5 separate regions of the Mus musculus genome follow, and regions 2, 3, 4 and 5 are each linked to region 1. Evidence: chromatin contacts called from public promoter capture Hi-C data. All regions are on one chromosome and are shown on one strand. Each heading gives the region's core, a stretch centred on a gene start, on an enhancer-like site or on the middle of the called end of the contact. The rest is flanking DNA. Distances are from core to core; before and after follow the strand shown.

What was found. Promoter capture Hi-C pulls out the DNA fragments that hold promoters and counts their contacts.
Region 2: a promoter capture Hi-C map of liver shows a contact between it and region 1, with 2.1 times the contacts expected there. The contact joins the enhancer-like site here to the promoter of Igsf10 in region 1. A contact is called at or near these places in 2 of 39 promoter capture datasets (hippocampal neurons and liver) and 2 of 9 other capture datasets (adipose tissue and liver).
Region 3: a contact with region 1 is called in a promoter capture Hi-C map of liver, with 2.6 times the contacts expected there. The contact joins the enhancer-like site here to the promoter of Igsf10 in region 1. A contact is called at or near these places in 4 of 39 promoter capture datasets (hippocampal neurons, liver and stem cell-derived epiblast-like cells) and 1 of 9 other capture datasets (adipose tissue).
Region 4: a contact with region 1 is called in a promoter capture Hi-C map of embryonic stem cells, with 5 times the contacts expected there. The contact joins the enhancer-like site here to the promoter of Igsf10 in region 1. A contact is called at or near these places in 12 of 39 promoter capture datasets (the 3T3-L1 cell line, the C10 cell line, cranial neural crest and 7 more), 2 of 484 Hi-C or Micro-C datasets (embryonic fibroblasts and embryonic stem cells) and 2 of 9 other capture datasets (adipose tissue and liver).
Region 5: a contact with region 1 is called in a promoter capture Hi-C map of liver, with 3 times the contacts expected there. The contact joins the enhancer-like site here to the promoter of Igsf10 in region 1. A contact is called at or near these places in 7 of 39 promoter capture datasets (the 3T3-L1 cell line, cranial neural crest, embryonic stem cells and 4 more).

Annotation. Positions count from the first base shown.
Region 1 is chr3:59,340,588-59,346,802 of GRCm38.p6, forward strand. Igsf10 (immunoglobulin superfamily, member 10) reads right to left here and starts at 3,669. Exons shown (of 7, transcript NM_001162884.1): 1 at 3,103-3,669; 2 at 552-746. The coding sequence starts at 745.
Region 2 is chr3:60,167,187-60,173,401 of GRCm38.p6, forward strand. No RefSeq gene overlaps it. Among named protein-coding and RNA genes, the nearest start is that of Gm24382, 43 kb to the left of the region's middle. Within about 2 kb of position 2,660, at least 35 of the 459 cell types and tissues checked have an H3K27ac peak or open chromatin away from gene starts, as enhancers often do. A contact at or near this core is called in adipose tissue and liver, where this site is marked.
Region 3 is chr3:60,138,387-60,144,601 of GRCm38.p6, forward strand. No RefSeq gene overlaps it. Among named protein-coding and RNA genes, the nearest start is that of Gm24382, 14 kb to the left of the region's middle. Within about 2 kb of position 3,090, at least 8 of the 459 cell types and tissues checked have an H3K27ac peak or open chromatin away from gene starts, as enhancers often do. A contact at or near this core is called in liver, where this site is marked.
Region 4 is chr3:60,103,327-60,109,541 of GRCm38.p6, forward strand. No RefSeq gene overlaps it. Among named protein-coding and RNA genes, the nearest start is that of Gm24382, 21 kb to the right of the region's middle. Within about 2 kb of position 3,430, at least 5 of the 459 cell types and tissues checked have an H3K27ac peak or open chromatin away from gene starts, as enhancers often do. A contact at or near this core is called in embryonic stem cells and stem cell-derived epiblast-like cells, where this site is marked.
Region 5 is chr3:60,051,904-60,058,118 of GRCm38.p6, forward strand. No RefSeq gene overlaps it. Among named protein-coding and RNA genes, the nearest start is that of Aadac, 23 kb to the left of the region's middle. Within about 2 kb of position 2,193, at least 16 of the 459 cell types and tissues checked have an H3K27ac peak or open chromatin away from gene starts, as enhancers often do. A contact at or near this core is called in liver, where this site is marked.

The DNA.
Region 1 (6,215 bases), core at 2,419-4,918:
TTGTTGCTCCCCCACCCCCATTACTTCCTCCAAACGTGAACAATAGTGTTTGGCATACTGTACATGCTCACTAATGTCACATAGGTGATGGCATATCCCATTTCTTGTGCATTTATACACATAAACAAATTTTCATAAACCTTCAAAATATCACCATAATTTGTCAGATTTAGTAAGGCAAGTATTTTAAGTAAGCCATTTTGTAATGGGTATTTATAAATTGCAAAAGAAATGCTTTTTTAAAATATTCAATGACAATTCCTCTTCCTTGGTATCATAATGATTGTTAACAGAAACTGTATCTTTTTCATTTAAAATTCATTCAGAATAAAGCTGCCCCATAATTATGAGGCTCCCAAACAACTAAGAGGGGCTTCAAGTTCTAGTAAAAGACTATTGGGATAAAATGTTCATTGTCTCCACAATATAAGGTTTGTATGAACCCATTTTAGAAGAAAACTATTAAAAGTAATCACAGGTGTTTGGGGGGCAAAGTACCAGGAAAATCAGTGGTCCCTCTCTGAGAAGGAGATCAGGCAAGGTCCACACACCCTAAATTGACTCGTTCCACATTGGCTGGGATGCCGTCTGGGATGGAGGTCAGGTACCGAAATGTACAGTGCACCTCTGTGGGCACATAGCAGGCACATCGGCGAGGACAGACCCTGCTCCCAGGGGTGACCACCAGGCAGATGGCAGTGAGGGAGATCAGCAAGCAGCTGACTTCCCTGCCTCTCTTCTGCATCCTGAAAAGACACCACACCAGAGTTATAGGGCCAGTTCAAGCAAAGTCCTAGGCACAGCATACATAGCAACTCTGGGAATAATTGGGAATATTTTCTTTAAGAGTCGTAACTGGTTAATTTAATTCACACCTTTTTGTGGCAAAATGAACCTTTTGTTTGTTTGTTTGTTTGTTTAAATATGCTCCATACAATTTTTCTCTTTCCCCAACTTCTTCCAGATCGTTTCCAGCTTCCTACCCACCCAATTTCATGTTCCTTCTCTCTCTCAAAAGAAACAAATGAAAACCACAGCCACCACCACAACAACCACCACAACAACAAAACAGTAAGAAAAAAAATGAAAAATAGCACAAAAACCATCCATCATGCCAACTTTGTATTGTCAACTGGTTGTTATACACAGTGTCAGACTGGAGAAAACTGGAACGCCCCTCCCAGCAGGCAGCAACTGCAAATGGCTTCTTGGTTAGTGGCGAAACTTTGTGTCTACTTCCCCTTCTCTGTGCTGGGATTTCACCCTGGTTTGAACGTGTGCCTCCTGTCTGTGGTTTAGTTAGCATACAAATTAATGCATTTCATCCTGGCACCTATGTTACTATGCTTCGTTCTTATTAACTCCTCTCATTGCTTTCTCTCCTACCCACCCCAGCTAGCTTGTTTTTGCTTTACATGCATGCCTTTATACACACTCACAGATTAGAATAGTGTATAACTAAATAAAATTCTAAACACACATGCGCACGTACAAGTGTAAATCTAGCTTCTGTTTGTCAGAGAAGCTACACGGTGTTTCCTTTTTGAGTCTGTCTTGTTTTGATTAGCCCAATTGATTTCCAGTTGCATCCATTTCCTGCATATGTCATGATTTCACTCTTTTATGGCCACATGGGACTCTGTTGTACACATTTCCACATTTTCTTTATCCGTTCATATTTTGACGGCTACGTAAGTTGGTTCCACATTCTTGGCTGTCGTGAATAATGAACAATGTAGCAATAAATTCTGTGCAGATTTCTCTTTGTTACATACCCAGTAATGGATTGGTAGTTCTAGTTTCAGAGGTTTTTTGTTTGTTTGTTTGTTTTTTGTTTTTTGGAATTCCATAAGAACTGCAAAAAAATTAACACCATCCCCCAATTATCCAATAAATGAATAGACTAGTGAACTGAAAGAAAGACCTGAAAGATTGTTCAGGGCATCCAAATTGACATTCCTTTGAGATCCTATCTTATTCCACTTATAATGCTCATCATCAAGAAGATAAATGATGACAACAAATGCTAGTGAAATCTGGAGAAAGAGGAACTCTTATTCCCTAGAGTGTAAACTTGCATAGACTCAGGAAACTGTTCTCTTTATAAACCAGTGTGTGCTAGCTTCCCATTGGACTTTATCACTAAATGGGCTTATTATTGTAAACATATCTTCATAGCTTCTCATTTCCCAATGAAAAGCAGGATCCCTGTCATTAGAGATCATAATAATGTTATCGGGACAATTAAAGTTTGTAAATTTAACTCTCTTGTTTGACCAAGAGCCTTTTACACTTTTATATACATTTTAAAAATATTTTTATAAATATAAAAATAGTACATGTGCAATTTAGAAAACTTTGCACCAGTAAATAGATAAAAATTATATATATTTTTCACATTGCATTTATGAATGTACTTCTTTATATGATCAATTTTTGTAACATTGTATTATTTAATATGTGTTTTATTTATTTGGCTTAACCTTCCAAAATACTTTTACAGCTGTAATAACCCACTAGAAAAAAAGGTCAAATTTCTTTCTAGCATGTCTGCAAGTCCTTGCCAATAAGGACACATGGGCCTTTTCAGAGCCAACTAATGACCGGGAGGACAGTAAACTGACCAGCTGGGAGGGCTGAGTCTCTGACTTTGCAGGCATAACACTGTCTGCTCTTTCTCTGCTTGGAAACACCCCTCTGCTTACTGACACAGTGATGGGGAGCATGGCCAAGGAAGAATTCTGCTTCTCTTGTTAGAAAATATCTTTAACCCGCACGTGGCGAAGGCTCAGTGATCCCTCCCAACCTGGAGCTGTTATGAATGAGTTTAACCCAAATTAAGATTTACTAATGATTACTTCTATGCCTACACTGTCACTGTTACATCACTGAATATTTTTGAATACTCTCTGCGTGATGATTAAAAAGCAGATGAGCTTGCTATTATTAGATAAACAAAGATGGTACAAGGTAGCTGGGAAACAGAAGAGACTATATGCACCTTAAGAGTTAGTTATAAGAGAAGAGAGCCGTAAATGAATACCACATGAGTTCCCGTACACTTAAGCCTCAAACTGTATTTAACAAAAGAGTTGGCAATACCTGAGCTCTTCTGTCTTGCTTTTGAATCCTCTTGTAACATAAGCAGAGACAGGAAATCTTCTGAGGAGAGCCTTCACCTGATTGAAGGAACGTTCTTTGCTTCCAACGGGAGCAAAAGGCTTAGTAGGCTTAGTCTTCACTAGCTGGGGGACTGACTCTTCAGAGAACTGGAGGCGCTTCTGTTATTTTAATGGTATCATACATTTCCAAACTAACCAAAGCTTTCCTTTATCTGATTGCTGCTGCTGCTGCTGCTGCTGGAATGCTCTTCCTTCTCCCTCAATAGTATAGGTTAGTTAGTTCTCAAACTCACCTAAACTTACAAGTACTAATCGATCACTCCTTCTTTCCGACGTCCCAGGCGTTTCTCCTCAAATTGCTTGCTTTGCACAAACACGTCATCAGTGTTTATGAAAGCGTCCCAGGCTACATATAATCCTTCCCGCTCCTTTTGCCTGGCTTCAGTCACTGAAGCGATGTTCCCTTGGTCGCTGCTTTTGTCCCAACTCCCCTCCAGTACTTTCCTTTTCCTGGACCCTTCTGCCCATCCCACCCTCTGTCTCGCCCTGAACCCCAGCTCCCACATCTACCAGACTCTCTGGGTCCCTTCACTTCCCGAGGGGATTAGCAGCCGCTCACCTCTGCCTTGGGCCAATGGAATTGCACCGCCTTTGGGGTCTGCTCAGCCTCTAGGGGTCTTCACTCGGGAGGAGGGCGGGGCAGGTGACGCAGCTATAGCCTCGGCTTCTGGGAATGGGCGGGCCATCGACCCGGGACCACCAGCGCCAACCCAGGCTCGCCTGCGAGTTTGCTCCTCCTGTGCTGGTAAGCCCTGGGCTTTTCCTGTCTGGTGGCAGGCTCTGTGGCCCGGGCTGGCTCAGGGGCTACAAATTCTTTCCTTTCGTGACCTCTCCCATCTCCTAACAGGGGGAGGGGGAACCTAGACATAAAAATAGGAGAGGTACTATTGCAGGGAAGGAAAAGGATTAAGCTTGGGTGGGTGAGTGAGCAGATGATGCCCAGGAGAAGGTAAAGGTGTGTGTGTGTGTGTGTGTGTGTGTGTGTGTGTGTGTGTGTGTGTGTGTGTGTGTGTGTGTTGGGGGCGGGGCAGAGGGGGCTGGGGCTGGTAGTGGTGCCAAATATGCTGACAGCATGTGATATACTTGAATAAAAAAACATGTCATAGACCCCGTAAGTCTTCACAATGAATATATGCTAATGATGGTGGTAACAACAACAGCAATAACATTCAAAGACGCTTCAATCACTGTGGTTTGTCCTGGGTTTGTGACTCCCCTTCTGTTTGCAAGTTGAGATAGCAGTGAAGTGAGGTGTCTGACTTTCTTTTTTTTTTTTTTTTTTTTTTTTTTTCCATTTTTTATTAGGTATTTAACTCATTTACATTTCCAATGCTATACCAAAAGTCCCCCATATCCACCCACCCCCACTCCCCTGCCCACCCACTCCCCCTTTTTGGCCCTGGTATTCCCCTGTACTGGGGCATATAAAGTTTGCAAGTCCAATGGGCCTCTCTTTCCAGTGATGGCCGATTAGGCCATCTTTTGATATATATGCAGCTAGAGTCAAGAGCTCCGGGGTACTGGTTAGCTCATAATGTTGTTCCACCTATAGGGTTGCAGATCCCTTTAGCTCCTTGGCTACTTTCTCTAGCTCCTCCATGTGGTACATCTACACAATGGTGTCTGACTTTCGAATGTACTCTTCCGCCCTGGGAGAGGCACCTATCCTCTTCCTCTTTGTTGGTTATCTATGTTTGAGGTGTACAATATGAAATTATCAGCTACATGAAGATAAAACAAACGTATCTATCACTTTATTCTCTCTATGTAAGTGTGTGTGTTAGTAAGATACACTCGTTTGCTGTGTATCTTAAATAGAATTATTAAATACAGTCCTCATATTATACATTAAGTCTCTGGATTACTTCACTCTGTAGTTGTTGCTTTGTGTCCTCTAATCTACAAGTATCCTTCGCCATCCCCACTTGCATAAACCATCTTTGTCTATATTCTGCATATTTGACTATTAAGGAAAAACACCCCACAATGAGAACATATAATACTTTTTCTGCATATGGCTTAGTTCATTTGCCGTGATAATTTTTATGGGTTTGTTGTCGTTGTTGTTTGTTGTGGTGAGGGTTATGACATCCTTTTGTAAGGTTGGATGTTATCCTGATACATCCTGTTCCTCTAGCAGGCTTCCACCGTTTGAGAAATGTGACTAAAATGACTGTTTAATCCCTGTGGTTGAAGCACATGTGAGTGAGCCTTTGATGAGCATTTGGGATAAATGTTTTGAGGCAGATGTTCTGAAGATGTGCTCCTGGAGCAAGTAAGTTCTTAAGCTCCATCTCTCAGGCCCACCATACAGACCATCCTAGGGCAGGGGCCTAGGGATCTTTGTGTTAACAAAATTTCTAAAGGTTTTTAATTGATGGATTATGAAAATAATTTATAAATGCAGATGATATTTATGGAAGATTTACTCTGTGACAAGTATCATAAGCTTTTTTTTTTAAAGTCAGTTTATTTCCACATTATAATAGCATCCATGAGCATACATGGAACACATTCATGCTGCTCTCACTTTATATGCTTACTTCATCAGAATATGTCTAATTGACTCTTCTAAAAAGACTTGTGAAGAAAAATGACTCATCTCAGGTAATGCGTCTTGTAAGTAGAAACAGTACAGTTGATTCAAACCCACGTGACTGGGCTCCACAGAATGAATGGAGCTGCCAAAGCTGAGGTGGCCTGGCTTGGGTACAAATTAGTAATATTCCATATCCAGTTGCTAATCACCAAGTGATTTCTAGTCATTAATGATCAAGGTAGAATTAAAGAGTCAAGCAGTCAGAGTTAGCACTAACCCTGGAGACCTGTGTGGCACGAACAAGGTCCTTAGCACTGCAGAGACAACCATATTCTTAAGATGTCCGCATGTGGACACTTGCCTTGGAAATATGGCATCTAGTATGTTCTGGGCAGCTACAGCTTGTCATTCTTCCAAAGCTCCTTCCAGACTAACGTCATAGCTCTGTATTCGGTAGGTTATTTCTAACCAAGGTCGAGCCTTCCAGACCTCAG
Region 2 (6,215 bases), core at 1,410-3,909, 830 kb after region 1:
GTCTGTGAATTTCATGAAATCATTGTTTTTAATAGCTGAGTAGTGTTCCATTGTGTAAATGTACCACATTTTCTGTATCCACTCCTCTGTTGAGGGACATCTGGGTTATTTCCAGCTTCTGGAACCTATTATAAATAAGGGTTCAATGAACATAGTGGAGCATGTGTCCTTGTTATATGTTGGAGTATCTTCAGGGCTGGAAGGTAGTGGTGGGGGCACACCCTCATAGAGGCACGGGGGAGGGGGGAAGGGATGGGATAGGGGGCTTCTTGGAGGGGAAAGGTGATAACATTTGAAATGTAAATAAAGAAAATATCCAATAAAAGAAAAAAAAGAACTGAAACATAAAAAAGAAAGGTAAACTGTGACACTCCTTGTGACATATAACAGTTTCAATAGGGAAATTTACTTAGTTTAGTTTAGGTTTGTTTAGGAGGGAGGATTCCATGGTGGAGGGCAGGTATGGAAAGGGAGGGCAGAGGAGTAGGACTTCACAAAAACAAACAAACCAATACTATAAGTTCAAAAAATCAAAAGCGTATAGCACTGCAGGTCCTTCATGTTTTCCAAAAGCTTGCGTCATGCAGAGCTGATTGGTCCATGGATTCCAGCACACTTTGTTCTGATTTCACAGTGTGGTTCTGCAATAGTTGTCATGATGGTTAAAAATAAACTACCAGCTCATATAGGAAGCATAGAGATCTTGTAATACAGGGATTTTTTTTAAAATCAGATTAAGAACTGAGGTCTAATCAGGCGAAGTCCCTGGAGAGAGTTGAAGGAAATAGGTCTAGGACTAGGTCCTAGGGGAAAGAAGGAAGATTGATTTCTACAAGTTACATTCCTTTTCCTGGACTCTGCTCTTCCCTTGAATACAGTGTTTCCCATGCTCAGTTCTCATGGAAAAACATTGCCAAAAATTAAAGCTAAATTTTTAAAAGAGGCTGGCTAGGCTTCCTTTTTTTTTTTTTTTTTTTTTTTTTTTTATCAATGACAACTGACTAAGCACATAACAAGAGACAGAAGATGCAATGTCCAAATAGAAGGAAAAATCAGCAAATCCTTTACAAAGATGCAAAGATTCTCCTACAGTTACATTCAATGCCTAGTGTCATAGACTGCTCAAAACAACAGCAGTGCACACTCCAGGGAAGCATGCAGATTTATGCTAAACAATGTGCTTCATTTTCCTTCTTCATCTGTCCCCGTACTTGCTCACATTCTTGCTTGCCAACAAAGACAACTAATTAGAGTGAGTTAAGGAACTCAGAACACAGCCTTCAAAGTATTTAATCTTTCCAGATAAAAGAAAATACAACTATGCTAAATTTTACTATCCCTTCATAGAAAGCACTTAAAAGTTTTTGTTTAGTTGTCTTGTTTTAAAATCATCTCTGTCAAAGGTAGAGTTATTTCTACATTTAACGTTCTTAGGTTCAAACATTTGACAAGCACTGCACCATCTACCAAGGTATCAGCATTTCAATTAACAAAGGCTGCAAGAGTCTATGTTGACACAGGACAAAGAGCAGATAGACTATCTAGTTAATCAACTACCCAGTAATCTCTACAAACAAGTGTGTTGCACCTGCTTTAACATTTATCCTCCAAGGAACACAGAAATAACAGGAAATGTAACAAATCTTTTAGCAAGCTTTCTCTCCTCTTCCCTATTCCTCTGTAAACTACTAAGGCTCTTCAAGGCCTCTTCCTGCTCAGCCATCCTCAGGTCTGACATTCCCTCACCATATCCCATTCTTAGCTCTTGTATTTAAAGTCTATTTTTATCCCTTCTCTGTTGTCCATCTTCAGTGGTCTTCACATATCTCAGGGCAGCTCACTCATTGAGTTTCAGTTCCAGTTTCAAGGTTTGTGTGTGTGTGTGTGTGTGTGTGTGTGTGTGTGTGTGTGTGTGTGTGTGAGAGAGAGAGAGAGAGAGAGAGAGACTGTGTTCACTTCTCAAGGAATTCACATCAGTAGTATCCACTGTCTTCTTGTGTTTCTCCACTTAAATTTCCTTTAGGTGACATTTTGTTGTTGTTATGGCTAAAGAGAATGAAGTCAAGGTTAGAAGGATTGGTCGCAAGAATCAGTAACTACAGGGCCACCAATGGAGCAAAGGTTTATAGGGAAGATGTCTGGTACTTTTAAAATTTTTATGAAGGAAGAGTCGGAATAAGATATTAAATTTGTCTTAGCAAACACAGGTTCTTTTCCTTCAGCGTTAGACTGTTATTTAACCTCTTTCTCATTCATTGGCTTCCTCTCCGGTGCTGTAATTTTCTCTCATTATTTACATAGGATGACTGCATATTTACTCTAGATGGGAAAGAAAATATATATTGAAAGACCTTTGTCATTGAACTAGCAACGAGGCTTTAATCTACTAAGAATAGTCTTTTAGTGCCCTAAATCTTTTTATCTTTCTGTGAATTACCACTTGGTGTGCCAAGGCCAAACATCAAAGGGGCCACAGACTTACCCAACAGTTAAGTGGGCTAGCTGCTTTGGGTGTTTCTGCTAATTGGTTGATAAAAGCCTCTCCAGAGCCAGAACTTCTGAGTGATCAGATGATAGAAGGCAGTGTGTACAGGAAGTCTCAGAAATTCCCATCCCCCTGCCCTTCCCCCACACCACTGTGCTGCTGTTGCCTCTGAAGCTGGACTGGAATGATGTGTGTCCCATGATTTCACATATTTGGCAGCACCTTGACAGGGTTGGCTTGCCTGCCTGCTTGCTTGTTTTGCTAAAGTTTGCTCTTCAGGATAAAACCTCACAAAGATCAATTTATGAGGGCTGAGAAGATTTATGTCCCTGGGTTCAGAAAATTGTTACCCGATCTGTATCATCCCTTCTGAAGATGCTAAAAAGAAAAGCTTTTTCCATGAGGACCAGTGCCTGTCCAAGCAGCTACCCTTCTTATTCATTCTTTATTGAACTTGCTTTGTGCCTTGATTTATGCCTGAAAATCAAAATCACAGTGCTTACTGTGTTAATAAAAGTCACCATAGCTGTTCCCAGGATCATCCTACTCCTATACAAACAATTCAAAGTAGATACATGCTGCAAATACCTCAGAAGCCACCTCAGAAGACTGAGACATACAACACACCACATCATAGCAAGAAAAAATAATTGCTGACACACGGAAAAATGCAGACTGACCTCAAAATCGTTATGCTGAGTGCATGAAATCTTACCTCAAAATACAGATTGTGTGATTCTCCTCACAGAGAATTCTAGTAATTGAAAATACAAAGAAATCAGAAAAGCATTTTCCACCCTGAATGAAAGTGGGCATTAATTAACCATGAAAAGAAAGGGGGCAGTTTCTGAGACCATTACAATATGGATGTTAATTAGGGCACATTCATTTGTTGTGACAGAACTTAATTCTGTGCATTCACAAGTATTTAAAACAAGTAAATAAAAATGTTTATTTTACTTACTTTAGTAAATAAAGGGCAGAGTAGGGTGGGGTGGGGCTATGGGAGGGTCTGAAGCATCCTATACACACTAAATCTAAATATTTAATTAATGATATACACAAAAGTATACAGAAAAGTTTTATTACTTTTGAAATGTATCACAAAATAAAATGTATTGAATTGATAATGTAGAAGAATAGGATGTATGTGTGTATGTGTGTGTGTTTGTGTGTGTATGTGTGTGTATGTGTGCATGAGTGCACATATGTACAGTAAATGAAATTAAATGCTAATGACAAATAAGTTTTCTGGTAGTTTTATACTGTAAAATAGTCTCATCATTGTGGCATGTTTGAAGGATTTGATAAAATAATAATGAGAAAATATGAGCACAGTTCTTGTTCTGGCTCATTTATAATTATTGAATCTTATTATATTTCCTAGAATTTGGGTTCATATAATACTTTTTGGCTTATAATAAGTTTATAATGAAAACACTTCCCCCATATCTCAGGAAAACAAGGAATATAGAAGTGGAAGTCTGTAGTGGAGAGATAGTTCAGTTGGAAAAGAGCTTGCCATCTACTTACAAGGACTCATGTTCTGATCTGCTTCACCCACACAAAAGCCTGGTACTGAGGTGATATTTGCAGCCTCAGCACTGCGTATGGGGATGTGCACGGACATAGGCCTATTCTCTATGCTCATTGGCCAGCCAGACCAGAGCTCTAGTTTAGAGCTAATTTCTTTTCTTTCTTACCTTTTTTTTTTTTAATTTCATCTCACTTTCTCTGCCTTTATACGTCCCAGAACACAAACCAAGAAATGGTGTTGACCACAATAACAAGTTTTCCTACATCAATCACTACAACCAAGAGAGTCCCCTAGAGACTGAAGCAAACTTTGTCTACCTGAACCCTCTAAAATTGACTTCCCAGGAGACTCTAGATTATGGCTGCTTGACAATGTAAACTGTCAAAGACCTTGTCTGAAAAAATAAAAAATAAGAAAAGACAATAAAGGGTGCTTTGTGTTTGTTTTTGTTTTGTTGTTGTTGGTTTGGTTGGTTGGATTTGTTTTGTTTTTTTTTGTTGTTGTTGTTGTTTTGTTTTGTTTTTGTTGTTTGTTTTGGTTTAAAGATGTACTTCTAATAGTTTTTGATCTTTAAATTTCCCAATTTATACATTTTCTGTTTTTCTATTTAAAATGTTGTCAAGTCTGTGGCAAGCTTTGCTTTCCCCAGTGGTCTGATCAAGACCTGTCCCATTTTCACTGTTTATCGGTAAGTGATTTCAAATATGTCTCTTACATGAGACATACAACACACTACATCATAGCAAGAAAAAAATAATTGCTGACACACGGAAAAATACATTTTTCAAAAAGTCTTAATTACAGTAAGCAGTAAGCATTCTAAGAAAAACCCCATATTACTGCTTCTGACCTGCCTAAATAGCTTATATTTTCCCTTACTTTAGCATCCTAAAGGCACAGGCTTTCATGGGACTTGAAGTAACAAACATGATTGGCTTTGCCAGGAGGGAGAGGTTGTTGTGTTCTGCACACAGCTTGAAGGTGCTATTAAAGATGAGGATTTCTTTAAGGATAAAATTATAATCATCCTTATGATTGAATCTCCTTGAACTCCTTCTTTTCTTTTTTTAAAAACGCTACTTCAATTTGAGTGATGTCATGGCCTTACAGAGAACATATAGGCCAAATGGTAATGGGTAATTCAGATGTTGATTCAAAAATTCGGACTAAATTTCACTTATTTAGCAACACTCGGATGTAAAAGACTGGGTGATATTGCAGCACTTGTAAAAATCTTAAGGGGAAACTATCTAAATTTCTTTTTCATAATTTTGTAATAACCAATCTTCAATCTATGCTACAATTGGAAAATATTTTCTCAAAGATTAATGAAATATTGAAACCTTGATTTTTATTTTTAGTGTACAAGAATAAGTACTCTTATATAAAAATTCTGAAGAAATGGACCATGGTTCAAAGGAACGTAGATCAGTTCCTATGCTTTATAAGAAATAAGTTGGTAATCAATGAATGGGTGATTGAATGAATGAATGAATGAATGAATGAATGAATAAACAAATGAATGAATGAATGAATACAGAGTGGTTGTTCTCCATCTTCAAATGGACAGCAGTGCTGGTTTTTTATTTGGCTTGCTTTAGTTTGCTTTGCTTTGTTTAGTTTAACTTTGGTTTGTTTAATGGTACTCTTAGGCTTTAACCAGAAGCCCACAAAGATCATAACTTTAAAATGATATAAAAATTGGTCCTTTGCCGCTACTTCAAGCTGACTGAAAACTGCAAGTTAGAGGATAAACATCTATCCAAACAGCTTCTTTCCACAGCTGCTGAGTTTTCTCTTCATCTTTGTGCATTTTGTATGCTTTTCTCAATAGACTTGTAGGTGGTTGTCCCAGAGTGATCTATTTTTACCAATCTGGATGGATTATAGCTTGCACTGCTGTCTGGCGAGCAAGGTAGTAATTAGAGCATGGAGCCAGAGAGAATAGAATGGGCCCACTAAAAATTGAGCAAAAGTGGAAACAGGCAGATCCAATGAGAAAAGGAATACTTTCAATGTGTCCCACTGTAACCAGGGTTGACACAGGGGGTTTCCTGAAAACAATTACCAGGAGCATCCCTGGTTCACATAAACCATTCAGTCCTTTGTGGCCCTTACTGCTGTTGAAGATGCCTGAGAGTCTCACTCAGTCCTCTGTGACTTCCCAATCAGCTCCTGGAGATGTCATGTCTT
Region 3 (6,215 bases), core at 1,840-4,339, 800 kb after region 1:
GAGGAGCAGAACTGTGATTGCATTTTCAGTTCTTTGATAAGTGTCATGTGTAGAGCAGCCCCAATGCCTGAGTGACAGGAGGAAGCCTCCAGTCCATTTAACAAACATGGCTGGCAATTCTCAAGAGGGAAGCAGAAGTGAGGCTTACCAGAGGTTTCTGCTTTTGTCCAGCTACTGTGAAGCTGAGGATAAGGCTTTAGCAAAGCCACGTGATAGAGGAACCTAGGGAAATGTGAAGTGAACTGGGAAATATAGATGCTATGTATTGTGAGTGTGAATGGATCAAAGACAGCTGACGCTGTGGTGACAGGTGTCCAGGGAGTAGTCCTGTCCCCTCAAAGTTAGCAGTGGAATGGGTGCTGTTGGATGCAAATCAGCACAGATGTGCAACTTGGATAGTGACCTGCAGGATGTAGAAGTAGTACTGATACTTCCTGTAACATCACTAAGGTTGTGTACCACAAGGGGAACAAATATGCAAGTGAAGGTTTTACTTAATTTTTGGCTGCCCTTTTTACCTTTAAAAGCAACAGTTGTATTTCTCAGGAGCTAAATGGCTTTCATTTTCTTCTTTATCCATCAGGTTTATCATCTGTTTCACAATGACACAGACATAATTAGAGCGATCCCACTTTACAAAGTTGCTCCATCTCTGAAACTATTGTATAACCAATGCTTACAAAACCCAAGGCTCAATTCAGTAGAACAGAGCTGACATTTCCATTAAGGATCCACAGTGGTGTACATGCATAAATACAATATCCCACTTACTGTCTCTTTCTGGTTCATATTGTAAATTTGACAAAGGAGGAGACTTTTGAAGTACTTGCACTTTTAAAACTCAGATAAGTAAAATGCATATAAAGGGAATTTACAATGTACATTGTCAGATGTATTTGTGTGGTGTGTGTGTGTGCACGTGCATGTGCATATGTGTTTGTCTGTGTGTCTGTTCATGTGTGAAATTGCAAGCTTGAACTTTAAACTGTCTCTTGACTTTTGGCTTTGCTTTCATTTGCAATGTTTACAGTGTATTGGTAAGATGACCCATGTCGGTACTACAGCATCCTACTCTTCATACTAACTTGCAGGTAAGTTAGTCATGAGAAAAATGAAACCGCCAATATGCTTTTCAACCCAAAACTCAGAGGGGTGTTTAAAATGCAGCAGCTATCGTCTAAGTAGCATAGAAAAGATGGCTACCTTTTTTGTTGCTGCCCTTCAAAATAAATGAGATTATGCTTTTCTAATTTATTGTCATAGTTTTCATCTTATTGAATTTCTGAGAAATCTGAGACATTAAAAGTCTAAATTGAAAATCCAGGTCATGTTACTAGCCCCATGCAGAGCCATGTACAGACAGAGTTCATCATTTGTGTTTAAGAAAGAAACCCCTAGAGATACTTTTCTACTTATACCATATATGGAGTGGCAGTGTGACCCTTGGTTTTACTATGTTCATCCATCTGCATTGGACACATATGGAACAACAACAACAACAACAACAACAAAAAAAAAACAGTAAGATGCTGAATGAAGGAGATGTGACAGACACCCAGGAGCCAGACTCTCTGATGCCCTTCACTCTGGCTGATGTAGCAAGCACCGTCTTCTCACCTTTTTTTATACATGTTCAGCACTGTTAAAGTCTTTCCACAGGAAGATCTATAATCTGATAAACAAAGATTAATAAAGTCTTTCTTCTTCTAGACAAATATTATTGCTGCAAGGACATCTTGAGAGAATGCATGCTTTAGCTTCTACAATTTCCTGCACTGTCTCAAGACAGAAGCACATAACTAGACTCTTGTGAAGAACTACCCTCCTCCATCACTCCATAAAATATGGGAGGTGGGTGGCAGAAAGGACTTTTTGTCAGATGGTTTATGGAATGGAGTGTGAGCACACATAAACCCAGACAGACATACAAACATGTACTTGTTTACCCAGGTTAAAATTCTCAACCTTCTGAAGTCTGCCATTCATTAGGAGACATTTCATTATTCATAGACTGGTTACAAAATATGCATGTATTTTCCAGGAAATGTAAGTAGAAAAAGGCATGCCGTTGGCGTTAAAGAAAACCCTATCTGTGTAGAGGACATTGGATCTTTATTCAAAATAAATTGGTGCCTCCAGAAATATGACTCCTGTCTAGGTGCCAAAGCTGGGCAGCAGCTGCCTTGCCTGCTATGTAAACAACTACCTGGAGACAAGATAGCAAACACGTTGAGTTCTTGGATCCATTTTAGAAATGTACATATTTGTACACATGTATTTCCTTAAGAGTTTTATTTTATTATTTTAAAATCTTCCTAAATGTATTGAAATATTGCCGTTTTAGCATAAGCATGCCTGAGAAAGACCAGTTTGCAGCTTTTATGGTGCTTCCCTTCTGTATACAGTGAGTGGTTTGTAAGAAGACTGAATACTCAATAGCTTGTTTTTTGGGACTTCAGAGAAATATTTGACATCATTTTCATGGTACACTTTGACTTTTAGTTTGAGAATGGGGTTTACTAAAGTAGTCCAGACTTATCACAAGCAGAGATTCTTGTAACTAAAGATTTTGCAGCTTAACAATGCTATAAGATTGTTCTTTAAGACCTCCAAATCCTTGATTTTCTTTCTATAACATGGAAAGATAAAACTAAAAATTTAAGAATTGGAAATTTAGCTGTATATAACTAGTTCTCCCTTAAAGAGCACAAGAAAAATTAATGAAATTTGTTCTTGTGATTCCTGAACTCACATATTATCAACAACAAAGTATGGGGCAGCCTTTCCAATCTCACTGTTTAACTCCACAGTGCACATGATGTCCTCATAAACATAAGAGATATAAGTTGTCAGTATGACATCCTATTTCATGATAGGATTCACAGTGTCCATCAGTCCTCAAGAAATACAGCCAATTATGCAATCATTATGTTAATAATTGTTAATTCCAAAAAAACCTAAAAATTATTAACTAACAAAACAGAGAACTAAGCATAAAGTTGTTTATTCTGACTAATGTCAAAAGCCCATGCATGTAAAATAAAGAGACCTTCTGTGCAAGTAACAATAATTAACTACACATAAAGGTGTGGTCAATTTCAGTTCCAGCTTGAAGATGAGAACAGTTTGAACTGCTCTTGGTCTAGGCCTCCCTCCACACCCCACACATCTGGGACATTCTTATGTAAGCAGGCAGCAAATCATCTTAGATCACAGTACCCGTAGTCTACCTTCTGGAAAGAAGATGTAGAGAGACATTTTGTGACCCTGGCAATGTACCAACCTTGTCAAAAGCCCATTGGCTCCAGACATTCACCATAGGATCAGTCATGAAGTGGCTGGATGTTTTCTTAAGTCCCACTACAATGACAAGAAATTCAGAACATTCTTGTAAGACATCATAAGCTGAAAGAAATTCTAATGTAACTGTGCCACTCCTCTGTGGACTAGACACTGAATTTCCCTAGTTGGATCTTGCTGACTTTCAGAAACTCAATGTAAAATTCACCATAATTCCCAGTAGGGCTCATCAATTTTATTGTTCTGATCTAATTATTTGGATGGAATATGCCAGCAAAGCTTTTCAGTTGTAGTAACTGAAAATGTCTATGATGTTTTTAACTTATTAGAGAATTTCTGTTTTTAAATAACAATGAGTCTACAAGTTGGTTTAGTACCATGAAAGTGTAATACAAGCTTCTCTTACCATGCTATTCCAGCTGACCATTTTATTATTTTTATATTTCCATGTCATTATTTCATATCCCAACAGGATGACTGAAACTCCAAGACTCATAACCAGAAATAAACCAGATAATATGAGCATAAGAGACAGGGAAAGAGAAGCCCCTCCTCATATGTTCATCCCTAATAAAAGATAGCCAGACAAATGAGGTAAGTTGGGAATCAGGTAAATTATTAATAATAGGGGCTTGCTATTTGAAATGAATATGTTGTCTTTTTTTTTTTGTAAGATAGAGGAGTTTAAAAGAACTGCATAAGCTAACTTTTCTTTTAGTTCCTTCAATCTATTTTATACTCTGAGATTTGAGCCAATGCCCCTTGTTAATTTTAAATGCTATTACTTTAGTATTCATGTGGTTATGATATACAATCTCCAAATCATTATTTTATACTAAGCAGTAATATATGTGAGAAAAACATAAATAAGAACTGTTAGCATTTTGTCTAAGCCCCACCCCCCAGTTACCTGGCAATGGCTTACCTGCTTGGTAAGGGGCTGCTTGCCCCCTCTGCTCTCACTTGCTCTTGTCTTCTTGCTCCTACTCTCTCCTCTTGCCCCCTCCCACATCTCTCCCCATTCCCTTCACCCCCTCTCTCTATGGCCTCTGCTCTCTCTTTCGCCCCCTTTCTCTGCCTCTACTACCCTATTAAGTCCCCTCCTCATGTCCTGAATAAACTATTTTATACTATACCATCCCATGGCTGGTCCCTGAGAGGGGAAAGATGCCTTAGCATGGGCCTGCTGAGGTACCACCTTCCCGACACCTCACCACACATCCACCAAAACATATTTCCTCTCTCTTTATCTTCTTATAAAAACATCAAGAATGACCTCAGAGAGGTAGCATAAAATAGATAAAACATGAGTGCAAATCATATAATTTGATTCAGATACAGTTTAAAGTCAGACAAAATAAACCTACAGCATTAAAATCCAGATGCTGTCTTCTTTGGATGAGAGAGTGATGACTGGAAGCAATTATGGGAACACATTTAAGATGTGGTATTTTTCTGTTTAAAAAATGCAAACTATGATTATTTTGTGAAAGCTTATTAAATTATATCCTTATTCTCTGTGTACTTTTCACACACACACAAATGTATATGTATATAAATGTTCTGTACATATATATACAGTATATTGTATATACAGTACATTATATATACTGTATTTTATATATATACAGTATATTATAGGCATTTAATATGGTTCAGTATAAGCTGGCCAAAACAAATATTATAATAATATTCAATTCAAATTAAGCCCTATTACAGAGTAGAGCATTAGTAGCATTAAGATAAATGTGTTTTTAGAAACCTATATTCACATATCTACTGCACCATATATGGCTTTATCAGAGCAAAGAAGAATGGATCTCAATTGATTGTGTACAAAGACTTATTAGGTAGAAAGAAAATGACATAGGTAAGCATAAACACACACACATTTATGAGTGTCTGTTTATAAGTTTTAAAGTTTTAAGTGGTTTTTATTTCCAAACTTTTAGGGGAAATCTTGGTCTAGCTTTGGCTATTTGTTAGCTCCAAGAAGTCTGTAACATACTTCCTATGCAAATTTCTATATAAGGGAGTAGAATCTGCTAGAGAAGTAATGGTGGATGTTGCCACATGACTGAATGCCAAGAGTGGCTTTTCTGTGAACACTGTAACTATTGTATTATACAAAAACACCCCCCACTATTACTACTATATCTACTGCAAAATAGACATAAAGTATATTCATAACTCACATAGAAGTAGGCTAGCATTCAAGAGTTCTTGCCAGTGTTCAAATAGATCCATTTTCTAACTTAATATTACCTCATGTGAAACAGTGCTGAATTTAAGCCTTCAATAAATGTACCTATTCATAACTATATGAACTACCAAGGAACATGTATCATAGACAGTAAGAGAAGCTGCTTCTAAAACTCTGGGCTTATTTCAAGGTATCTTCACCGAATCTTGTATGAATTATCCATCTAAGGAGGAAAACTCAAAGCTACATTTCCAGTTTTGAATTATAGACCAGGAAGGAATTTCAGTAAAGGAGAAAATCCTGACATTTGAAATGCATTGAATTGAAGAGTTTTTTGTCAAAGACAATGTAGTAGAAATAAGTGAGATCACAATTCATTCCTGTAGATTTCTTCTGTGAATGAGTCATGTTTAATTGAATGGATAGGAGTTTTCTGCATAGTCCAGATCTAACTTTGGCAGCTACAACACCATACAGAGAGTTAACACTCTAGAAATTTGGGTTTTGAAGTGTGTATAGTATATCTTAGAATGAAGAAAGCATTTTTTTCTTTTTACTTTGTCCAAACATTTATAGCTAGTGAATCTAGATAAAGAGTATGGCATAATGAAGGAGAGACTTTTTATACTTAAGTCTGTAAAGTCCAGTAGAAGCAGATGCAGACCCTACAATAGTACAGGATACCTCTAGCAGATGGAAAAATTACATTCTA
Region 4 (6,215 bases), core at 2,180-4,679, 760 kb after region 1:
GACCACACCAAGTGACTTTTATTCATATTTTCAAGTACAGGTACCACTGATTCTAGGTCATAATTTGAACCATGAGAGACAAAGAATACTATGTATTTCCTCTCTTAAAATCAATAAAGCAAACATTAACTCCTGTTCATTTCCATTAACTAAAATTAAGTCTGATGATTAATTCTGGTTTCTGGAGTATGTAGCAAATTTAGCTTCTACTTTGTAGGTCACATAGAGCATAATGGTATACTTCTAAAAAAAGAAAAGAAAAGAAGTTTTCTTCTGGTCCACTAAGCAAAAAAAAAAAAAAAAAAGTATTTGAATACAACTACTTACAACCAAGTACTTACAAATCTTGGCTGTGGATATTTCAGGTCAACAAACTGTTCCATAGTAGGTGAGGAGATATTCTACTCATTGCAAATACTGAGCAGCATTCTCTGCCTTAAGCTCCTGGATGTCAGAAGCACCTCTCATCCAAGGCAAGACAACCAGAACATGGATCCAATCATTTCAAAAGGTGGAGGGATTGTGGTGGCAAACTTGTCCTAAGTGAGAAACAAGACTGTAGCTACCCAATGTTATCTTGGAGATTCTACTCTATGAACAGGGTTGATTTTATATCCTGTTCTTTAATCCTCACACATTAGCAGCTATAAAACATATCATTATCTGTGAGAGGAAAAGAAATATCTTCTTATGCATTACCAACTATCCAATATCTAGTCTTGCTTAGTTGAGACTTTCTATCTTTTCTGTTTAAAAGAAAAATATTGACTGAGCCAATAGCCAAATCTTTATTTTTCCTACACTTTGACCTTAAGGTTCTCTCACAGAAACTCCCAAAGGCTAATTATTTTTGTCTATGCATATCTCCTCTGCTATTCATTATTACTTATTAGAAGAAGAAAATGATGTGTCTTTCTGGAAATATCACACTCTAGCAGTTTATATTTCAGTTCAGATTTGTCACACCAACCCCATACAATCTGTGTGATAAGTTCCACAAACTGAGGTGAAAACTTCACACTTCATCTTAGCCAAAAGGCCTAGAAGTGATGAGGTGAAAACTTCAAAAGGAGGCCTCCTGGAACCTGTTGTGGAACTCTTGTCCAGAGTAAAATATTGAGCCGTCATTGTCATAGCAATTTATCTGTTTGTTTTCTCTTATTCCTTTTCTATTTACATGTTCCTGGTATCCTAGGCCAAGATCTTAAGTGAGAATAATGGATAAAGAAACAATGTCCCTTGAGATGGGGTGACTAAAATGACCAGTTTCAAGGGATCTGATACCCCTGGAGGTTGTTTCTGGGGAAACCAACAATTTACTTTATAAATCATTTACAAAACTATATAGTAGTATTATGATAAAAACCTTCCCAACAATAAAATTTCACATGGCTACAGTGTGTGTCATCAAAGATGGGATTTGGTATATGGTAAAGAAAGCCTTAAATAAAAAGAATTAAAATAGTTTAAATGTACTCATTGAAGATTTATAAAAAAAAAAATCAGACATTCAATGTTAAACAATAATTGACCATAAAGATTTATTAACCTGCTCTTGGAAATATGCCACTAGCTTTGGACTATGGCCCCACTGAATACATTCTTTCAGAGTTGTAACGCTTGGTTGATTTCTATTAATAATGGTGTTACCTGTTCTGTTTGTGATTCACTGAATACATCTTTTCAGAGTTGTAATGTTTGCTTGATTTTTGTGCTTTACTGTGCCAAATGATAATGATGGTATTCGTGATTGCTTCACTGAACAATCTTCTAATGGTTGTAACATTTTTTTCAATGTATGAAAACCACTGTTTAAGAGCTGTAAAATACACTCCGATTCAAACTGCTTCTGTGTTTCTTTTTGTTTGAAACTGCCAAATCCTTACCCACCAGACTTCAAAGACCCTCATTGTAGGGACTCCCATATCTGACTGGGGTGGTCTGTGGCACAGAACAGTTATTTGCAAGTAATATTGACTTCAGTAAAGTATCTTAGACAAAATAGGAAATTTCATCATCAAGCCACAGAATTGTCTTCCATTGTATATAAATTGTTAAGATATAAAATAAAATGCTTATGTTATAGCAGAGAAATTTCTGTACCTGTGAAATGTTAATTACAGATAGAGACTTGTATTTCCATATTATTTTACTAAAAAAATATAATAGTATACTAGTATTAATTTTATTTATTCTGTTAGATAAATTGAGGAGGCTAACAAAGAACTTGTAACAACCACATTTTATCAAGAATCTAGTCTCTTTTGCATATATCAATTTGTGAATTCTCCCTTTGAACTTTATATCTTAGAGAACTAGGTTTTAAAATATAACATACTTAGTTATTCCATTCCATTTCCCTCTCCTTCAATAAATCTTGAGGGTTCAATAGTCTAATTTTGAGATATCCTATAATCTCATTTCTTCAGCTGAAATAGATAAAAAAATATTTAGTACCCTAAAAGAATGTTTTGTCTTTCAAATGATGTTCTTGCGGTAAAATGCTAAATAAGGAAGGCAAAAATAGCAGTACATGCCTTTAAATGATTGGCAGAGAACACAATGTCAGTTTAAAGTATAGAGCACTGAAGGCCTGGAGAGATGGTCCAGTGGCTTAGAACACTTAATGCTCTGAAAAAGGACTTAAGTTTGATTATTAGAACCCATATGATGTCTCACAGCCACCTGTAATTCCAGTTTCAAGGGATCTGATACCCCTGGAGGTTGTGAACCAACATATGGCAACACAGATTCATATAAAAATAAAATAAATTGCAAAATATAGAGTACTAAAGAAGCATTCTTGGGGGAGGGGTTTAACCCCCTACATGTTTGGAAGAGTATTCAAATATAGTGATCTAAATGGCTACCCAGAAATTTGAGATTATATATCTGACTGAGTGAATCCATTTCAGAAAAAATAAGTTCAAAAACTATACCAAGGTCAAATTTGCCACACTCTCTGGTGGGGTCTGCTTGACAGGCTGAAAGTCTGCAAGCACTCAACAAGGAAAAGAGTTTCAAGGAAGCTCACCTCCAGGAGTTTTGGCATTCTCGTTTAACCATATACTCATACTCTATTGCCGCATTAGCCTGGTGTATGGATCTATGAGCTCTCTTTTAATATTTTATTATAAATGCCTTTTAAGATTAAATTCTGTTATAGTGTTCCAAGGTCCCAGTAGCCTGCAAGCTTGAAATCTGAGCTTGAAATCCGGCAGGACTATAGAAAGGAAGTTACCTATTCAGTTACTAATTAAGCATTACAAAGACAGTAGCTCAGAGCTGGTCTACAAAATACTTACCAAGGACAGTAGCAATTCTCACCCAAACTAGGGAACAATAGAGCTAGGGAATCCCACTGAGACAGAGATCTTCTCTACAGCTAGGTATAGAGCTTCACATTAGAAGCAAGTTGGTATATTCTTCTTTAGACCCAGGAAATAGGGTGTTGGGGGTATTGCAGTATTCTTGATAAGGTCTGCTAGTGCAGAACCCCTGATGGTGGGTTTAACAATAGACTAGTTTACACCTGGCCCCCTTCTTTTGCAGCAGCAGCCTGATCCCCACCTTCTTTTAATGTATTCATTCCTTTTGTATTGTGTCACTGTAACTTGGTGGATTGTATTTTGCCTGGTTTCTTGTTATTTCTTTAGTATAAAAAGTTTGATGCTCGACCCGAAGGAATACATCCAGATTCTACACAATCTCTCCTGTTGGTCTGTCTGTCATTTCTTCCGACACTTTGCCCACCTGCCCCAGAGACCTGTTCCAAGCAGACAAAGGGATCCAGAGGGTCTGCGGCACAAAATTTTGGTTTTTGCATATGTAGGTAAGGAAATATTCAAATAGTTTAGATGCAGAGTGTTTGAAAGAGTCAGTTGGAAAATACATGAAGGTTCCACAGCTCATGATGGATGCTCAAAAAACATGTACCTATCTCCTGTGAAGGCACAGTATCCATGGAACATCAGAGACCAAAGGCTAGACAAGTAAGTGAATCCCATTTATCTATGGATAGTAGTATGAAGCAGCATTTTATATACATATATACATATACATACACATACACATACATATATATATATACATACAGAAGAATGTGGTCCTCAAAGCATGGAAAACTGATATCAGTATCCAGTCAACCTTTTCTAGTAACTGAATATGACTACATACATCCCCATGGTAAATACAGATATCTAAATATCCAAATAAGCCATTCCTGACATATTTCAGCAAGTGGTTTTTAAGAGTATAAGATGAAAGTCTGAGTTTAGAATGTTGGGCACCATGAGAACTCAGGCAAACTCTGAATGTCAATCTCCAGTGAAGATATTCAATGCATTCTCTAAGAAAGAGATGGGCTGGAAAGTGATGCAAAGATGAGCACAACCCTGTGATGGTTTGCCCTTTGTGGGAGAAGGTTACAAAGTCATGCTGCCATAGTAACCACCTTTCAATCATGAAAGAAATGTATGTTGGTCCAAATGGATTTTGATAGAGCGAAGGTATTATCTTTATCTGTTGTGTCTATCACATGGCTGGTGGAGTTTCATACTTAGAAGCGTGGGGCCTTTATCTGCTGACTCCACTCTTTCTTTTGGAGAAGTATTGAAGCTTCTAATTCAGTTGAGGTTAAGTGTCAAAGATTACTCTCAGGGCCTCACTGATATGACTCTTGAGAATTTGGTGGGCACTTCCTCTGATGGTGGGTAGATGTGACTGACATTTGTGACAGAAGGATGACCTGCTTCGGGGTCACTCTGAAAATCCATTTTAATCTCTACAATAGTTGTTTCTGGAAAAATAGACTCTTGAGAATCGCCCAAAGTGTTACTAGAATTCAGGGATTCTAATTCAAGTAACCTGTTCAATAAAAATTGTCCAGTTGACTAAGGTGTTTAGTTAAGATACAAAACCACTTTTAAACAAAATGTCCTTATTTTCGTTGCCTAAGAATTACAGCTCGAACACTGATGTTGCCTTGGAATTTTCAAGAGAGACATAATCTAAAAACAATAATAAAATAAAATAAAACAACTTATTAACCACTCGGAATCTGATATTTGATAGTCCATGATCAAAAGCTTAGCTTTCCATTAACTGCCAGAGATTTCAGCAGTGAAGCCAGCAGATATACTTAAGATGCATGTGTCAGGGTGGGGGTGGGAGTTTCTCAACAGCAAATGGGGACCACACACCTGCATGAATCCTCACAGTTGTCAGATGGCTCTGACAGCACCATACCTCACAGTGAGCATGGAGTGTCTGTATTTGTTGCATGCACAGGTTTGCTGGAAAAGACAAATTCTATGTGTTGTGCTGATGGTAGGCTCAGGTGCCCTAGGACAAGTGTGGAAGGAAAATCCCTTTCGAGTGATGCAGTGGGGTGACCTCACAATGCCAAGGTGGCAGACAAATTATTGGTATCTTTAGGCTTTCTCGGGACTATTTTTTTTTTAAAAAAAATACTGACCGTATTAAACAGCCCTGAGTCTAGGGGAAAGAAACTGCTGAGACTAGAGTCTTAGGTAGGGAGTTGAGAGGTGCAGATGACAGCATCATGATAGAAGTAAGCTCCAGAATACAGGACACTTCCCTTAGAAGTCTGACTACTCCACCCCAAGCTTCAAGGAAATCATCATGAGTGGCATGTGGCTTGCAAACCTGCTGCCTAAGACACAGGCAGAGGCTACAGCTGGCATCTCTTCAGAAGATCTCCCTCTATGCTGAGGGCAATGGTGTCAGCAGTGTAGGGAGGGAACATGTCAGAGATAGCAGGAAGACACTCTACAGAGGACACTTACATAAAACTAAACTGGTTCCTGGAAAAGCTCATTTTCCAAGTAGGTACTGTCTAGAGATAATTCAGCATCTAAACACTGAATCAATGAACATTCACGTACCATATTTAGAAAACTGACAAATTTTGGACCACTTTCTTTGGGTTATCTCCACCTGTCTGATGACTATGACACTGCAGCTTAAAATTCATCTACATTCCCATAGCACAGAATAAAATCTTTGATGGGTTAATTAGAATTACAGATATTAAATTAGAATTTAATGTAATTATTCTGTTCACAATTACTTTAAATAGACTTTCCTCAGGAAATTTCCAGAATTTTAAGCAATGACATTTGGCAAATGGCAGACATTTCTGTATCAAATATTAACTATATTATATAAGTGTATCTTATTATATAAGTGCACCT
Region 5 (6,215 bases), core at 943-3,442, 710 kb after region 1:
TGTTTATAAGAACACCATGGCATCATTAGTAGTGTCGGGCATTGGAGATGGATCCCAAGTTGGGCAGTTCACTGGACCTCCTTTCTCTTAGTCTTGTCTCCATTTTTGTCCCTGAAGGTCTCTTAGACAGGAACAATTCTGGGTCAGAGTTTTTGACTGTGGGATGACAATCCCATCCTTCCACTTGAAGCCCTGTCTTTGAACTGGAGGTGGACTCTATAAATTCCCTATCTCCATTGTTGTACATTGCATCTAAGGTCCCTCCCTTTGAGTACTTTGAGTCTTTCACCTCCCTGGTCTCTGATACTTTCTAAAGGGTCTCCTCACCTCCACCTGCCCCACGTTGCATATTTCCATTCATTCTGCTGGCCCTCAGGGCTTCTCTCCTGTATTCCTCCCCCATTCATGATCACGCCTCTCCTTTTCTTGCCCCCTCACCACTCCCACCTAGGTCCCTCCCTCTCTCTGGACCCATGATTATTTTCTCCCCCCTCCCAAGTGGGACTGAAGCATCCTTACATGAACACTTCTATTTGTTAACCTTCTTGAGTTCTGCAGATTAAAGTCTAGGTGTTCTGTAGTTTTTAGGCTAATATCTACTTATTAGTGAGAATATACCATGCATGTCCTTTCAAGTCTGAGTTACTTTACTCAGGATGATATTTTCTAGTTACATCCCTCTGCCTGTAAAACTTGCCTTGGAATGTTGAAGTTTATTTGCGTTCTCTCTCTCTCTCTCTCTCTCTCTCTCTCTCTCTCTCTCTCTCTCTCTCTCTGTGTGTGTGTGTGTGTGTGTGTGTGTGTGTGTGTACTAGAGATTGAACTCAAGAACTTGCAAGTACTAAACAAGTGGTTTATACTGAACAATTTTCCGCCCAATTTTAACTATTCCTTAATTACAAAAGTTTAAGGGGAAAGATAGGAAGAAATTCTAGTCAAATCAATTCTTTAAACATGTATATTAGTAAACAACATATTAACTAAAATAAATAAACAACAACAAAACCCTTTATGTTATGTTCCATACAAAATAAGTACTAGAATAAAATCTTGAAAAATGAATTGCAAGAAAGGTAGAGCTAACACACATTATGTTTTTCTAAAACAGAGCTTGTTGTAATAAACTGTAAAAATGTACTAATTGAAATATTTTATATCACAGTTAATTTGAGAAAGACCACAAGAACTAGACAAATATAGGTGAGCTATGATGTGCTCTGGTTATCTACCCACTACTCTCAGATGATCTTGTCATTCTTTCTACTAAGAAAATTACTTCATTTATTGAATGTATACATAGTCCCAGGCTTAGCTCAGGGTATGCTAACCACCCCAGCCTGGTTAATTAGTGACCTGGACACTCATCTTCTTTTAAAGTTTTCATACTCCCAGAAAACCTAACGTAGTCCATGCAGATTGTAGTCCAGAGAAGTGACTGCCTGTGGTCCCTGATGAACACTTCTTTACCCTTCTAGTTCTGACCAGATGTGACACTATTCCTAGGGAGATGTAAACAAATGTCTACTCACTCCAGATAGGGAACCAAAGGTAAGGCAGTGTACACACATGATAAAATTCAACTTCCTTTGTGAACCAACGAATATTTTTAAGAGCTGCTTACAGGAACATAGGTGAGAGGTTCCTTGCAAAAGTAGAAATGCCACAAGGGCAGTTACATCACTGGAGCCTACCCCAGTGTGGTTGACAGTGAGTGGACTAAGGTTGGGAACCTAAAGCTTTCTGAAACCTACAGGCACCCCAGCATGCAAAGCATTCTTTCCAAGTAACTCAGCTGACCTGGGGTTTCAGGAAAAGTAGCTAATCTTGCCTCTTCCAACCTGTTCTACTGCTCTCAACTGCTCTCAGTCAACTCAGACTTCTCTCACAGTGACTCCTTATTGCTTACTCATGGGTGGGAGGGAGAGATCCTAAGCTTAGGGAGTTTCTCTTTAGGATGGGATGTTTTATTTAACCTCAGGAATTCTGTTGTTTTACCTCCCCGAAAACAGCCTGTCTTAAAATACAATGTTGATCTCCCCTTTAACATTTTGTGTTTTATGAGCTTTCCTATGAGATGGAAAGTTTTCATTAAAGAAACTGTGACACAATACCCAGGTATTGTGTACTTGCCCAGGCAGACCCAGGGAGGAGTCTCACATTCACGCCCTTTCTTGGTTGCCACTGAGCTAGAATCACATCCAACACTCCAATCAAAAACTCAATTTGGAAACTCTGGAGGACTGACATACAAGCTCTTCATACTTTATCTAAAATCAACCATGCTTGAGCAATAGCAAAAACAGAGCCAAACTTTCACTCAACAAAGCGGCATAATATCTTGTATCAGACACACAATGAAAAAGTCTACAAGACCAGAGCACTCAACAAAACCAAAATCAAAGTGAATGGCTAAAACAATATGATGCCCCTCAATTGAGTCCTGTAGACATGTTCTCCAGGAATAACTACCCAGACAAACCTCAGGATATGAGTTTAAAAGTACAATCATAAACATAATCAACAGTTTAAAAAGAACATGAAAAAGAATGTCAGCAATGTAAAGAGTGTGGTAATTAAATCCCAAGTGAAATGTAAACAAATAAAAATAGAAGTCTGCCTGAGCCTAGACTATTTGTGCCATATGTGTCATCCAGAGCCAGCCAACACTGCACATCCTACACATCAGCCAAGATTGTTAAACTCTTTATGTACTATTCCCAATATACAGGATTGGCACTGACTGTACATCTTTCATATCAGTCTGAAATACAAACTCTGCTTGGCCCTAGTCACCTATCTTATGCACCAGCTCAACCTACTGAGATTACTTGTATCTAGCTCACTCATGGCATATCTAAATTCCAGGATTAGCCTAATTGCACATCCTGTGTGCTTGTTCAGTCTTGTGAATTTCCATAGGTCTAGCCCACCTGAACCATAGCCAACTGCCAAGCCTAACCTAAAATGTACATTTGTGTGGGGCCCTCAGTTGCCTCTCTGGCCTTTGCTCTGTGTAATGGTAACCAGATTTGGATACAGAGGTATCTTTTAGATCTCACAGAAATTTTAGTGCTGTAATTTTCAGTTTTAGGTCTTACATACTAGAAAAGTCAGAAATACATAGTAAGTGTATTGTGGCATAGGAGGAGGGATATCCTCATGGGCATACAACTCTAAGTCTTGCTCCAGCACTAAGAAATCAGCCACCAACAAGCTTGAGTATTAGGCGCTTGTGCCTCTGCCTGCCACCATTTAGGAACATAACACAGGTTCATGTACAAGAATCTGAAAAGCAATTATTATTTTTTTATGTTTGAAAAAATGTATTAAAACTTTATTATACACACTGGTTCTGGTTAGTTTTAATGTCATTATTTACTTGCAAGATCTTTATAATAAAGGTTATAAGGCTTTTATATAAAGAACTTGAAAATGAAAATCCAAGAAAAAAAGCTACAGCAATAGAAACCAGACCTAAATTCTACACATCTCAATGAATTTCTATACAGTGGGAATTAAGAAAAAATTAAAGACCCCGAAACAACAAAGTGGCCCATCTATTTTTAACTTATCTATCTGCTACTCTGCCAAAAGTCATTTTCTGCAATAGATTTTATAGAATGGTTTTTCCTGTTTTACTTTTCTTTCTGATCTCAGGAACCCTGAAGGTTTTAGAAGAGTGTATACTATTTAAGACTCTAGCTATTTCATCAGAGAGCTCAATGATGCTGTAAAGTTCACATTAAGAAAAAAAAAAAGGAATAATTTCCAGTGAAGAAAACTGCTGTAATTTTAGGGGACAGAGATGGGATGTGCTTAAATGTCCTTTATGTGAAGAGTCACTAGTAGATTGCTTTCACTTGTTTTCCCTCATGTTAACTTGTCATAATTCAAAACATGACCTGCTTCTAGGGGGAGTTAATGGTTTTGAGATGCTGAGTTTTGCCAAGCCTCTGATGATACACCCCTATCCTAGGGAATCTTTAGCAAGAAAGACAAAGCTTTCTGCCAAGAGTTTGAAATAAAACACTCAAGTATATGGCCTATACACAGTGCAACACGCTCCCCGCCCTCCGAGGTCATATTAATGGAAGACTTTATAGAAATCTTGTAGAGTAGTTCCAGTGCTCCTTTCAGAGAAGGCGAGACTGTGGACAGGTGAGGACCGATGCGTAGGAAACCACTTTTTGTGAGCATCCTATACGCATAGTTCTTAGTCTCCAATGGGTGTTTATTTCTTTTGGGGAGGGGATTTTAAAACAAAACAAAAGGAAAAGAAAACTAAAACCTACCTAATCCAAGCCCCTATAAGCACAGAAGCCCAGTGGGTTTCATTTTCCCACAGCCCCAAGACAGTACAGAATCTAGACTTAATTACTTTAACAGAGGATTTATTTATTTTTTTAATTTTGAATGTGGCATTGGTGGTATAATATACTTATATATTTGTCTTAATCCTATTTGTTCATTTGCTTATTTTTCACTAGACCTCAATTCACAGTTTTCTTCCACTTTCTTTTGGTGGAATATACTATATCTAGTCATATACTCTGCATTAAAGTATTAGAAACCAGAAGATCTGGCGTTTTACATTTTATACTGTTATGTCATTATAATCAAAACTTTTACCAGGGCCTTGAACACGTTTCCTATTCCTAGAAAGTAAATAAATTTATATAAAGAAAGACATTCTATGAGACTGTATATTATTTAGAGAATTAGTTCACTTCTTCTGCCCCCTTGTGGTCCCCAAAGGCTGTTGCCCAACGTAAGCTGAAATGCAGTTAGTCTTAGAATACATACCTAATAATTCTATGTTTGTGTGTTTCAATATGAATATTGAAACATTTGCTCATTTGAGAAAATATTTCAAATTATAAATATCTCCAAATGTCCTCTGCATGGAGATTTATATAATTCTTACATCTTAAGATGTAAGATTTATCTTAAATGAGATAAATAAAATAATGAACACAAACTGGTGCCAATACAACTTCCTCTATTCACAAATGTTCTTTAGCTCCTAATAAGAAAAAAAGGCAGGTAGACTTGAGTGTAGCTTTTTGTCTTCCTCTTTTCTCTTTATTGTTTCTTTTACTTTTTGTGATTAGAAGAACATCATTTCTCTTTTCTCTTTCCAAGTCCTTTCATATTTATATACATTTCTTTCTCTCTTTCAAATTCGGGGCCAAGTTTTCATTAGCTCTTACAAATTGTGTATGTGTGTGTATGTGTGTGGGTGCGGGTGTCCCAAAATATAGCCTGCTCAATCTGTATAATGATACTTGTACATATGTTTTCAAAGCTGACCTTTAGCTCACTCTTCCCTGGAGGAAACTAATTCTATCCCCATCACCCCTCCTTAGTTACTGGTAGCTCTAGTACCTTCAGGGCTACATGCCTAAAGGCTCACTAACATGGCTGCCTAGGCATGAGCTGAACAAGCACAACAGTAGATAAAACAACATAGAGGAAAGACCACAAATCCTCAACATTAATTATGCTCTGTAGAGTTTAAAACTGTTCCTTTAGTCTATTTACAGAAATCAGAATACTGAGGCATTTGCAAGAACTGCCACATGGTGCAGCCTGGCAGGTGTTCTTTCCCAGGTGTCCTGTCCCAGGTGTCCTTTCCCAGGTGTCCTTTTGCATTTGTTTAATGTACCATGAATGGTTTTAGAAAACATTTATGATTTATGATTTTCTGAGGAAAAAATACCTGTCAACTGAGTTATTTTTATCTCAGGGAGCAAGAGGCAAATTATACAGCCACCATAGTGTATTGTAATCAATACTGCAAGACAGATTTAGGCTCCAGCAGACAGTGTCAGACCTGGCTAGATTTATTTTTAAATGGTCATATTTATGGGTTGTAAAAACTGTACAGTGATAACTGCCTTGTGACATATTTTGATAACAAATAGCTAACTATGACGAGAGTTCTTTGATTTTTAAACTTTGACTGTTTAAACAGGCAGTCTCTAAGCTACATTATCATTAGTCAATATTATCTTTGACCTAGTTTTTCTTATTCATGTTTCATTTTACCTTCTTCAGTATATACTCTCCTCTTGTGAGTTACAGCATATGCTGTTAATATTTTCTTTTAAGTGGTACCATAGATTTTCAGCCTTCTGAGTTTGGGTGGGTTAAATGACTTCTTAAATGAGATAAATAAAATAATGAACACAAACATTATACATAATTAGGGTGTC